2 separate regions of the Sus scrofa genome follow, and region 1 is linked to region 2. The links are chromatin contacts, called in public Hi-C maps. All regions are on one chromosome and are shown on one strand. The core of a region is the stretch at or near the end of the contact, and the rest is flanking DNA. Distances in the headings are between cores, read along the strand shown. Region 1 holds the start of IRS2 (insulin receptor substrate 2). Region 2 has its middle 230 kb from the start of IRS2.

Evidence for each region. Hi-C and Micro-C count contacts between places; a contact is called where the count stands out from the background.
Region 1: a contact with region 2 is called in a Hi-C map of liver, with 2.0 times the contacts expected there. The contact joins the promoter of IRS2 here to the enhancer-like site in region 2. A contact is called at or near these places in 1 of 5 promoter capture datasets (liver), 4 of 47 Hi-C or Micro-C datasets (liver and skeletal muscle) and 1 of 2 datasets of contacts at active chromatin or transcription factors (alveolar macrophages).

The regions. Positions count from the first base shown.
Region 1 is chr11:76,651,434-76,656,581 of Sscrofa11.1, forward strand. IRS2 (insulin receptor substrate 2) reads right to left here and starts at 3,206. Exons shown (of 3, transcript XM_021065907.1): 1 at 1-3,206. The coding sequence starts at 3,180. It overlaps LOC110255859 (a long non-coding RNA gene), which reads left to right and starts at 3,978. Exons shown (of 2, transcript XR_002336770.1): 1 at 3,978-5,148.
Region 2 is chr11:76,424,110-76,429,277 of Sscrofa11.1, forward strand. No RefSeq gene overlaps it. Among named protein-coding and RNA genes, the nearest start is that of IRS2, 230 kb to the right of the region's middle. Within about 2 kb of position 1,987, at least 7 of the 83 cell types and tissues checked have an H3K27ac peak or open chromatin away from gene starts, as enhancers often do. A contact at or near this core is called in liver, where this site is marked.

The DNA.
Region 1 (5,148 bases), core at 1,956-4,455, 230 kb after region 2:
AGCGCTGGGGCCCTGGGGGGTGGGTGCTGGAGGCAGGCGGTACAGCTCCCCGGGCGGGGGTGGCGGGGGCACCGGCTGCAGGGCCGAGGAAGGGGCTGCGGGGCGCGGGGGCAGCGGCGGGTAGGCGGAGGCCTCGGGGGACAGGAGGGCATCCAGGGAGCCCACCGGATGCCCGCCCTGGGGGCCCGGCTGGGGTGACTTGGGCGAGCTGAAGTCGAGGTTCATGTAGTCGGAGAGCGGGGAGCGCTGCCGGCTGTCGCCGCTCGTGCCCGGGGTGCCCGAGCCCAGGGACGAGGCCGGGCTGCTGGCGGACAGCAGCGACGACGACGAGGCGGCCGAGGCCAGCAGCGGGGGCGCGGGCGGCGACAGGCGCGCACCCGCCTCGCCGAAGTCAATGTTGATGTACTCGCCGGGACTCTTGGGCTCCGGCGGCAGCGGGTACTCGTGTGTGCTGGGCAGCGTCTGCAGCCCTTCCAGCGACAGGCGCGTGGGCCGCACGGCCCGGCAGCGCTGGCTCAGGAAGCCCTCCGGGCGCCCGCTGCCCACGCCACTGGGCCTCCCCGGCGAAGGCACGGAGGGATGGGGTGGCTGGGTGTGGCCGCCGCCACCTGCCGCGGCCCCGAAGGCGCCGTCCAGCTGCGTGGACCCTGTGGACCCCGGGCCGGCCGGAGGCTCCAGCCTCTCCTCCTCCAGGATGCGCCCCACGGGGGAGCTCATGAGCACGTACTGGTCGTTGTCCCCGTTGCAGGTGTAGGGGGCCTTGTAGGAGCGGGGCAGGGAGCTGTAGCAGTAGCCGGGGACGCCCCGGAGCATCTCCCCGCCGCCGTGCAGGGCAGCCGCGAAGAAGTCAGGCGGGGTGCCCGGGGCACCCACGTCGCTGGGGGACATGTTGAGATAGTCCCCGTTGGAAAGCAGCTTGCCATCAGCGTTCTCCATGGACAGCTTGGAGCCGCACCACATGCGCATATACCCGCTGTCCTCCGGGGAGCTCTCGGCCGGGGAGCTGGCCTTGTAGCTGCTGCCCCCACTCCCCGGAAAGGCCCTGCTGGCTGCAGAAGTGGGCGTGGGCACCGCCGCCCCTGTGGGGGGCACGGCCGCTGCAGTGGCCCGTGGCTGCAGGATCTGCTTCGGGGCCGACACGCTGGTGGGGCTCATGGGCATGTAGTCGTCACTCTTGCAGCTCCCACTGCCACCACCCATGAGGGCCACGCCAGGGGTCATGGGCATGTAGCCGTCATCCGTGCCCAGGTTACTGCTGGAGCTCCGGTGCGACCCAATCTCGATGTCGCCGTAGTCTTCGGGGTAGGGGTGGTAGGCCACTTTGGGAGAGGACACGGGGCAGGACGGGCAGAGACGGCCCGAGCTGCCAGAGAAGGTGGCCCGCATCAAGGTGTATTCATCCAGGGATGCGGAGGAGGGCTGGGGCACCGGCCGCTGCCGGGCAGGTGTGGTCAGGGAGTAAGTCCTCTTTCTCAGCCCTCTATCCAAGTCCTGGGCCCCGTCCCCGGATACCCTGCGGTAGGGGCGCCCACAGTGGCTCAGAGGCCGGTCCATGGTCATGTACCCGTACAGCTCGCCCCCGCTGACGTCCCTGGCCGGGGGAGTCTCGGCGATGGATTCGGGCGTGTTGCTCCTGTGGCTGCAGAAGGCTCTCAGGTCCCCAGGGCTAGAGCCATACTCATCCAGGGACATAAAGCCAGGGTCGCTGGGGGAGCCCGAAGCCGAGGCGCTGCCGCTGGAGGGTCGCTGAGGGTGCAGGGGATGCTGCAGGTGCGGGTGTGGGCCGGGAGGTGGCGGGTAGGAGCCCGAGCCATGCCCGCTGCTGGACGACAGGCTGCCCGGGCTGGTGGCGGCCGGGGGCGAGTGCGCCACGGGCATGGACATGGAGCGGCTGTGTTGCAGAGCGCCCCCTGCCGGCGCCAGCGTCACTTTGCTGGCGCGGCCGCCGCAGCCGCCGCTCAGGGTGTGCGAGCGGCTCAGGGGCGCGCGCACAGGCCCTGGGCTCAGGGGGCTCCCCGACACCGACACCGGCCTCCCGCCTGCCGCCCCGGCCCCCGCAGCCGCGCCGCCGTCGCCCTCGCTGGCCGTGCGAACCCGGCACGAGCTGCACTTGGCCGCCGGCGGGGTGGCGGCCAGGCTGTCCGTGCGCGAGCGGCGCACCAGGCCAGTCTGGCTGGGGGGCAGGTTGACCAGGTGGTGGTGGCGGCGCGCGCCGGGGACGCTGATGGGGTGCGTGGCTGACGAGCCGGACGACTGGCTCTTGCTGCGCGGCCGGAACTCGAAGAGCTCCTTGAGCGCCTTCATGGCCTCCAGGATGGTCTCGTGGATGTTCTGGGCCACCACCGAGTCGTCCGCCTGCATCCACAGCTCTCCCGGGCCCGTGACGGCCGAGCGGCCCACCTCGATGAAGAAGAAGCTGTCCGAGTGGCCGCAGCGGCGGATGTTCATGAGCTGCAGGGTCACCGACGGCTGCTCGCAGTTGAGCTTCACGAAGCCGATGGTGCGCGCCGACAGGCACAGGCGGTACACGCCCGTCAGGTTCTTGCTCTGGCCCAGGCCCTTGGGCTTCAGGTTCACCTGCCACACCTCGCGGTAGGCGGCCGTGGCGGGCGCCACCAGCCCGTAGCTGTCATCGGCCGCCGCGGCGCCGGCCGAGCCGCCCAGGGCGCCGGGCAGGGAGGCGCTGCAGGACGCGGCGGTGGCGGCGGCGGGGGGCGCGTCGCCGGCGCTCGCGCGGCCCTCGCTGACCAGGTCGGTGAGCGCGCGGTACCAGCCCTCCTGCTCCTGCTCGTTCTCGGCCGCTACGGCAAAGTACTCGTCCTTGGTGTAGAGGGCGATCAGGTACTTGTGCTTGGCGTCAGCGCGCTTGTTGATGTTCAGGCAGCAGTCGAGCGCGATGACCCGCTTCGGGGCGCCCGCCTTGCTCCGCCACTTCTTCTCGCTCTCGTAGTACTCGAGCCGCGGCGGCTGCGGCGCCGACCCCCCACCCGCTGTCGCCGTCGCCTCGTCGCCGCCCGCGCCGGGCCCGCGCAGCACGAAGAAGCGCTTGTGGCCGTGCTTCTGCTTGCGCAGGTAGCCGCACTTGCGCACGCTGTGGTTGTTGTTGTTGTTGTTGTTGTTGAGGTTGGGGCCGTCGCCGCCCGCCGGCCCGGGGGGCCCGTGCAGCGGCGGGCTCGCCATCGCCGGCGATTCAGGCCCCGCCGCCCGGCCGGGCTTGGAGGGGCTGGAGGGAGCGGAGGGGGCGCGGGCGGGAGCGGCTCCCTCCCCCCCCTGCTCGCCCGCCCGAGCCCGCGTCCCTCGGGCCCAGGAGGTGGAGAAGGTTCGGGGAGGCCCGCGGGGGCCGGCACCGCGCGGTGGCGCAGCGCCCTCCGCGCTCCGGGGCCCCAGAGGATGACCAACGCGGGCGGTGGCCGCCCCCTGGCCCGGCTGCCCGCGGCCGCTTCCTCCTGGGCTCTCGGGCGGCGCCTGGGGACTCGCTGGCTGGGCCGAGAGTCGGGGTCCCCGAGCCGTGGGGCCGAGCCTTAAGGCGCGCGCGGCCGCACCGGTCCCGCCGCTGCGCCGCGCTCCGCGGTGCCGGGGTGTGCCCGGGTACTCGGGGTCCGCGCCGCCGCCGGGGTTGGTGCTGCTGCTGCTGCCAACGGCGACCCGGGCTCGTCGCGGTCCCCGCCGCACAGTGAGTAACACATCGCGCACCGAGTGACTGAACTAAGAAGAGCAAAACAACATGTGACTCGGCGTTACGCAGGCACACACTGCGCGGCCGCCCCGCCCCGCCGCCCGCATTGGCGCCGCGCCCCCGGACGGACGGCGCGTGCGGCCAATGGGCGCCGGGCGCGGGGGGGGCGGGCCGCGCGCCCCCGCCCCGCCCCCCTTTCTCCCGGGGCCGCGTTTCCCGCCGTCCCCTCCCCCTCCCGCGGAGGCCGGGGCCCGGGGCGGGGTGGGGGCCGGCCCGAGCCTCATTAATCAGAGGCTCGTTGGGGATGCCGGCGGAGGAGATGCCACCCAGGGCGGGAAAAGGGGCGCGCGGGAGGGGCGGGGGCCGGCCGCCGCGCGGAGGGCCCTGCCCTCCCGCCTTTGACTCAATTAATTGGGCTCGAAGCTTCCGCCGGGGAGGGGACCGGGGGAGGGAACACTGTAGGGGGTGGGCGCCTGCGGAGATCAGGGGCCGAGACCGCGGACCTGGGCTTGGTGCAGGGGAGGCGGAGGTAGCACCCCACTCGGGCCCCGCATCGCCCCGCCGCCGCCCCATTTGCTGGGGGCCAAGAAGGGGCAGTGAACTTGGCTGCCCTCTCGGAACCACCTTCCCCCAACACACACTTCGGCCAGCAGATCCCGCGCCCAGGCTCGGGGTGGGGGCGCGCCTTGGCGGGTTTGCGCCTGGGTGGTTCCCGGGTGCCCGGCCCCGGCTTGTTTACGAGCATCACATTAGTCCGTCACCGGTGAGCTCTGGATCGGCAGCAGCTTCGGTGCCCCTTCCTGGAAGGAGAGTCGGGGTGCGGGAGGGGGCGCGGATGCGGCGCCCTCTACCCCAGGCCGCGCTGGCGGCGGCCGCTGGCGGGATCCCACCCGCTCAGGGGCGCCCTTCCCCCGCACCCGGTCGTGGGCTCTTTCCGGGGCGTCATCAGCGCCATTCACTTGTCAGGTTCTCGGGAAGTTGAAATCGGCTGTTGGGGATGTAATAGGAGAAAGAGAAGGAGGACGAGCGGGCGTGGAGAACTGCAGTTTCCATAGTGCCGGGAAGAGGGCGGGCTCCAGCGAGCACACAGCCCCGGGAGCCGGGTCCCCGCCGCGGGTGCCCTCCTCCCGCCCGACCCTCGGCACCGCGTGGGGGAGGCGCAGGAGCGGGCGGCTGCAGACCTGCGCGCGCTTAGCCCGCAGTCTGCGCCGCGTGGAATACGCCCTTGAAGAAGTGCTTCGAGTGTTTACATCTACGTGGCTTTTGTGACTTTCAAAGTCGATTACAAATGAGGACTCACCCGGTACAATCGCATCTCCCAAATAACAGTGAGGGCTACTGGTGAGAGGGGGAGTTCTTGGGTTCGGATCCAGGCAGGCTCCAGATCCTGCAGAAACTAAGAAGGCTAAACACAAAAGCCCTTACTTTTTTTTTTTTTTTTTAATTATGTGCCTTCATGAAATAGTTTGAAA
Region 2 (5,168 bases), core at 737-3,236:
ATGAGGAATGGGCCCCCCGGACTGGCTTAATTTAAGCAAGAACCCCCAAGAGTGGAGACGGAACCCACTCTGCCCCAATTAATGACTCTGTCCCTTCTACGGAGAGCTAGCCGTGGCTAAGAGGCAGCGACGCACAGCTTGTGCCACAGGGATTCAGGAAGTGTAAAGCGTGACACCAGCAAGGAGTGCACAACTGGAAGCGCATGGTAAATGCCTTGCAAATAAGGACTTTTCATCAACACACCAACCCTTCTTCTAGACGGTTTAAAGATTGTTTCCTGCACACTGAGATCACACAGCCTCCAACAGAATTTAGTCCTATTCCAAGTGTTAGTTTGGGAATAGTTGATGCAAACTATTGCATTTGGAGTGGATAAGCAACGAGGTCCTGCTGTACAGCACAGGGAACTATAACCAATCACTCATGATGGAACATGGAGAAAAAAATGAGAAAAAGAAAGTGTATATAAATGTAACTGGATTACTTTGCTGAACAGCAGAAATTGACAGAACATTGTAAATCAATTATAATGTTTCAATTTAAAAAAAAATTCATAAGAGGAGTTAGGAAAGTGCCAGGTCCTTCTTCCCACATCTAATTTTTTCAGCATCCACCAAAGGCACTCTTTCAGCTAGAAGGCAGAGCTGCAGATAAAGAAAGCTCAGTTTGGGCTGGCTTATTTATTTTTCTATTCTGCTTATTTTTTAATTTATGCTTGAGTTTATGTTGGCGTTTTAAAATATGTTTCTAAAATTCTGTAGTTTTTTATTATGTTTAATTTAAGCCAAAAGGTATTCCCCTCCTGCTAGGCATTCTATGGGAAAATGCAATTTCAACCTCAGAAAGCAGCGGTAAATACAGGAGACCCCTGACTTGGGATGGTTCAGCTTATGGGTTTTTGACTTTACCATGGTGCTAAAACAACATACAGTCAGTAGAAACCATACTTTGAATTTTGAATTTTGATTTTTCCGGGGTTAGAGATGTGCAGTGACAATCCCATCTTGCGAAGCTGGGCGGGGGCAGAAGGAGCAGCTGCCAGTCTGCCAACCATCAGGAGGGCAAACAGCCCAAGATTTACAACCATTCTGTTTTTCTCCTTCGGTACATTATACAATAAATTGCATAATGTATTCAACACTTTAAAATACCTTTCTGGGAGTTCCTGTCGTGTCTTGGCAGAAACGAGTCTGACTAGTATTCATGAGGACACAGGTTCGATGCAGTGGGTTAAGGTTCTGGTGTTGCTGTGGCTGTGGTGTAGGACCCCTAGCCTGGGAATCTCCACATGCCAGAGGTGCGGCCCTAAAAAGATGATTTTGCCCCACTTGAGGCTAAGGTAAGTGTGGTGAGCATGCGTAAGGCAGGCTAGGCTAAGCTTCTGCAGGTTCAGTGAGTTGGGTACATTAAAAGGTTTTTCAATTTACAGTCTTTTCAGTGCATGATGCTTTGAACAGGACACAAGCCCGCTGTAAGCCGAGGAAGATGTGCACTTCTGGAGGCTTGTTAGCATTTTACTGCAGACGTAGTTCTTCTTTCTGACCCATTCAGAGCAGGTGCACGGTCTCCACTTAAAACACAGGAAGACATCCCAGGATTGTCACGGGATGGTCGCGGAGGAGCCTTTATCCGATCAACGCGAATGCCCCAAAGTAAGACGTAGGAAGCTGAAAAACACCCCTCCGGGCCCCCCACCAATAATTCCATGAGAAAATCCTACTTCTTTTCTGAGTCATCGATCACAAAAAATGATTTTCCAGTGCTCAAAATGTGTATAACACAGCGAACATTTCTTTACTGAAAAAAAAAAAAATAGGGCAAGAAACTCAGTTTAGGCTAAAAATAGCAACTTACATGCCAAAGTACATGCATGACTGTTTACTTACAACGAATCTTTAACAGACACCGCAGTGGTCAGAGCCCCGCCTCACCTTCCTGAAGTCAACAAAACCCAGGCCATCCACGTCCTCCAATCACTGGATGCTTCCATCAGCCTCCAGGCAGAGAATCTGGGCTGGGGCAGAGCAAAGGTTCTTAAGTCACGCAGAGCAGATGGGGGTTTACGCAAACAATTCAAGGAGCGCTAGGAAGCGGCCAGAAATTAAACAATGTTTGTGCTGATGGTGCCAACAATCACCAGGAAAATACAGTGTTAGGTGCTGCATCACACCATCCTGGGAAAAAATCTCCCATGAAATCTTCCAGTAGTTGAAAATGAAACTTTATGGTCCTGGTTTAATTTTTTGATAAGAAGTAATTACCATAATCTGGGACGTTTTGGTGGGTCTGGTTTTTTTTTTTTTTTTTTTGAAATATACTTGACATACAATATTTTTTACATGTTTCCGATGTGGCTCCGCGGTTATCGAAGCTGACTAGCACCCATGAAGACGCAGGGGTGTGGAGCGCCCATGCATCTAAACGTGGATAAATGCAACACGCTTCTGCACCCCCGGCCTGTGGGTTTCTGGCCGGGAGGCCTGAGCCGTGGGCTCGCAGAGGGCACAGGCGGGAAGCAGCCCGCACACAAGTGGAGGGAGTGTCTGTCTCTGCTCACACTGCTTGTCCACTGCCAGAGACGGCGGTGGGGGCCTGGACAGCCAGCACGTGAGCCTGCAAAGGAGTCTCCTCTGGTCACGGCCCCTGAGGCCCCGGCTCTTCCTTGAAGTTTCCCGCAGAAGGAGGCTCATTGTGGACCCTTGTTTTTCTTCCATGAAGCCGATCTTCTCCAGCTCGAGGACAGTCCGCCGTGGCTGGCGAGGGTCTGTGGTGGACACTTTCCAGTTCTTCCAGGCAGAGGGGGTTGAGGATGAAGATGCGGCTGCAGAGGGCGCCCCCTGGGGGTACAGCTCAGGGGTAGAGCGTGTGACGGAACAAGCTGACGTCAGCCCGGCCCTCGAAGATCCTGCGCATCCTCTCGCGATGTAGGCAGAAGTCAGGGTCACCGCGACGGCGTGCCCTAACCTGATGATTCAGGTGGAGACGGCATTGACTCCACGGATGGCATCCGAGGGCTCGTGGCCGCCCTGCAGGCGTTTGGGGCCACTGTCAGGCTCTCTGCCTTTGCAGACTTTCACCGCAGGGTCGCCCTTCCTGCTCACAGCATCCCTAAGCCACGTGCTGACAAAAGCCACATGCCTCCAGCTGACTTTCCAGCATCCCTTTCCAAAAGCCTCAGAATCAACTTCATTGTATTTGCTTTTCCCCCTCAGAAAACTAAGTAGACTGCAGCGCACCCCCCCTTTCTCCTTTTTAGGGCCACACCTGTGGCATAGGGAAGTTTCCAGGCTAGGGGTGGAATCAGAGCTGTAACCGCTGGCCTACCCCACTGCCACAGCAACACCAGATCCTTAACCCACTGAGCAAGGCTGGGGATGGAACCTGCATGCTCATGGATACTAGTCAGGTTCTTAACCCCTGAGCCACAGTGGGAACTCCTGCATTTCTTTGCATTTATTTGAAATTAAGATTCAGTCTCTCATTTGTTTTACTGCTTTCTTTTTTGAGAGGAAAAAAGCGATACATGCACTTGTACATGTTTTCAGAAAAAAAAAAAAAAAAAGAGCTAGAATACTGCATCAGCTACCATAGAGCCATTGCACTTCTAGCTCCCTTGTTCATGGCTGGAATAAAATGTGCTCCTGTGGATATGAATACTATTTTTGTTTTTGAGGACGGTTGTACTGTTGTCTCTGTTCAGCTGACCTTGTCTTTTGAATGTGATGGCGACTTCATTCAGACTGCGTTACAAAATGCCAAACTTGCACATGAAAATAGAAATTGTAGAAAGAAAAAAATATCTGTTTTGTCGGCTTTTTTTTTTTTTTTTTTTTTTTGAGACTCTTTTTGAGTCATCAATGCATTGTAGCCTGAAGGGCAGACTCAGGCAATATCAAATCGTGCTTTTAGAAACGCCCCCTATAAAATGTGTATCATTCGTTCTGCACACCTTTATTGATCTTCTTGGCCACCATAATAGGACTGGGCATTACAGCGTTGAACAAAAAAGACAGAAACCCCTGACCCTTTGTCTAAGTTTTGGATACTCAGCAGCTGAGATCTGCTGCGTACACCCATCCAGTGTCCTACTTCTATAGCTCAGGGTGTCCTGGTATCTCTGTGTTTCTTTTCTCCCAGCCCTTTTTGAGGAGAGCTTTCATATGCATACGGTTGAAACAGGTGAAAAGGTATCTTTGAGACCCAGGCCATCCCAGAAGATGTCGCAGTGTTTAAAGCTGGTGTCACTGGACCTGTGTTGAGGGCACCAAGGCATCAGTCGAATGTCTATAAAAGGGAGAAGACGTGGGGTGCTCCAATCACATTGGGGTCACACTGACGGATTTATGATGTTTTTGATGTCATCTTTGATAATCTAGTGTCTACAGTGAATCCAGGGTTGCCACGCCCAGTGTTTCAGTGCTTTGGAGATAAATCAGCTTGCAGTCCAGACGAAAATTAAAACCATGATGAAGCATTTGCTACACCATTCAGACCTGCCTCCAAATGCAATTGGGTCAGCCACCACTGGGAATGGATGTTTCTACACCTGAGGAAACTTTGCCTGGAACCCACGAGGTTAGGGCCGTGCTGGATCCGGCAAAGGCAAGACCCAGGAACAGGAGGCCTGGCCCTTCAGGGGGTGGAAGCGGGATAGGAGCCCTTTCTACGGGGACCCAGGGCAGGGCTGCAAATGCAGCCACACGTATCCAAGGCGAGGGTCAGACTCGAACCCAGGTTCAGGCCCAGTTATGGGAAGAAGACCAGGCCAGACAGCAAAGGAAAAGGAACTTCATCAGAAACAGGGCTCCCGGAGTTCCCAGTGTGGCTCAGCACGTAAAGAAATTGACATAGTGTCAATGAGGACACAGGTTCAATCCCTGGCCTCACTGTGGGTTAAGGATCCAGTGTTGCCTCAAGCTGTGGTGAAGGTCACAGATGCGGCTGGGATCTGGCGTTGCTGTGCCTGTGGTGCAGGCTGGCAGCTGCAGCTCTGATTTGACCCCTAGCCTGTAAACCTCCATATGCCGCAGGTGTCACAGGCCCTAAAAAGAACAAAAGAAAGAAAGAAAGAAAGAAATGGGGCTCTATCCTGGGTGGCAATTCTGATGAGAATGGGGTCGGAGCGGGGAGCAAGCCTGTGCTGGGGCACAAGGACCGTCCCACAGAG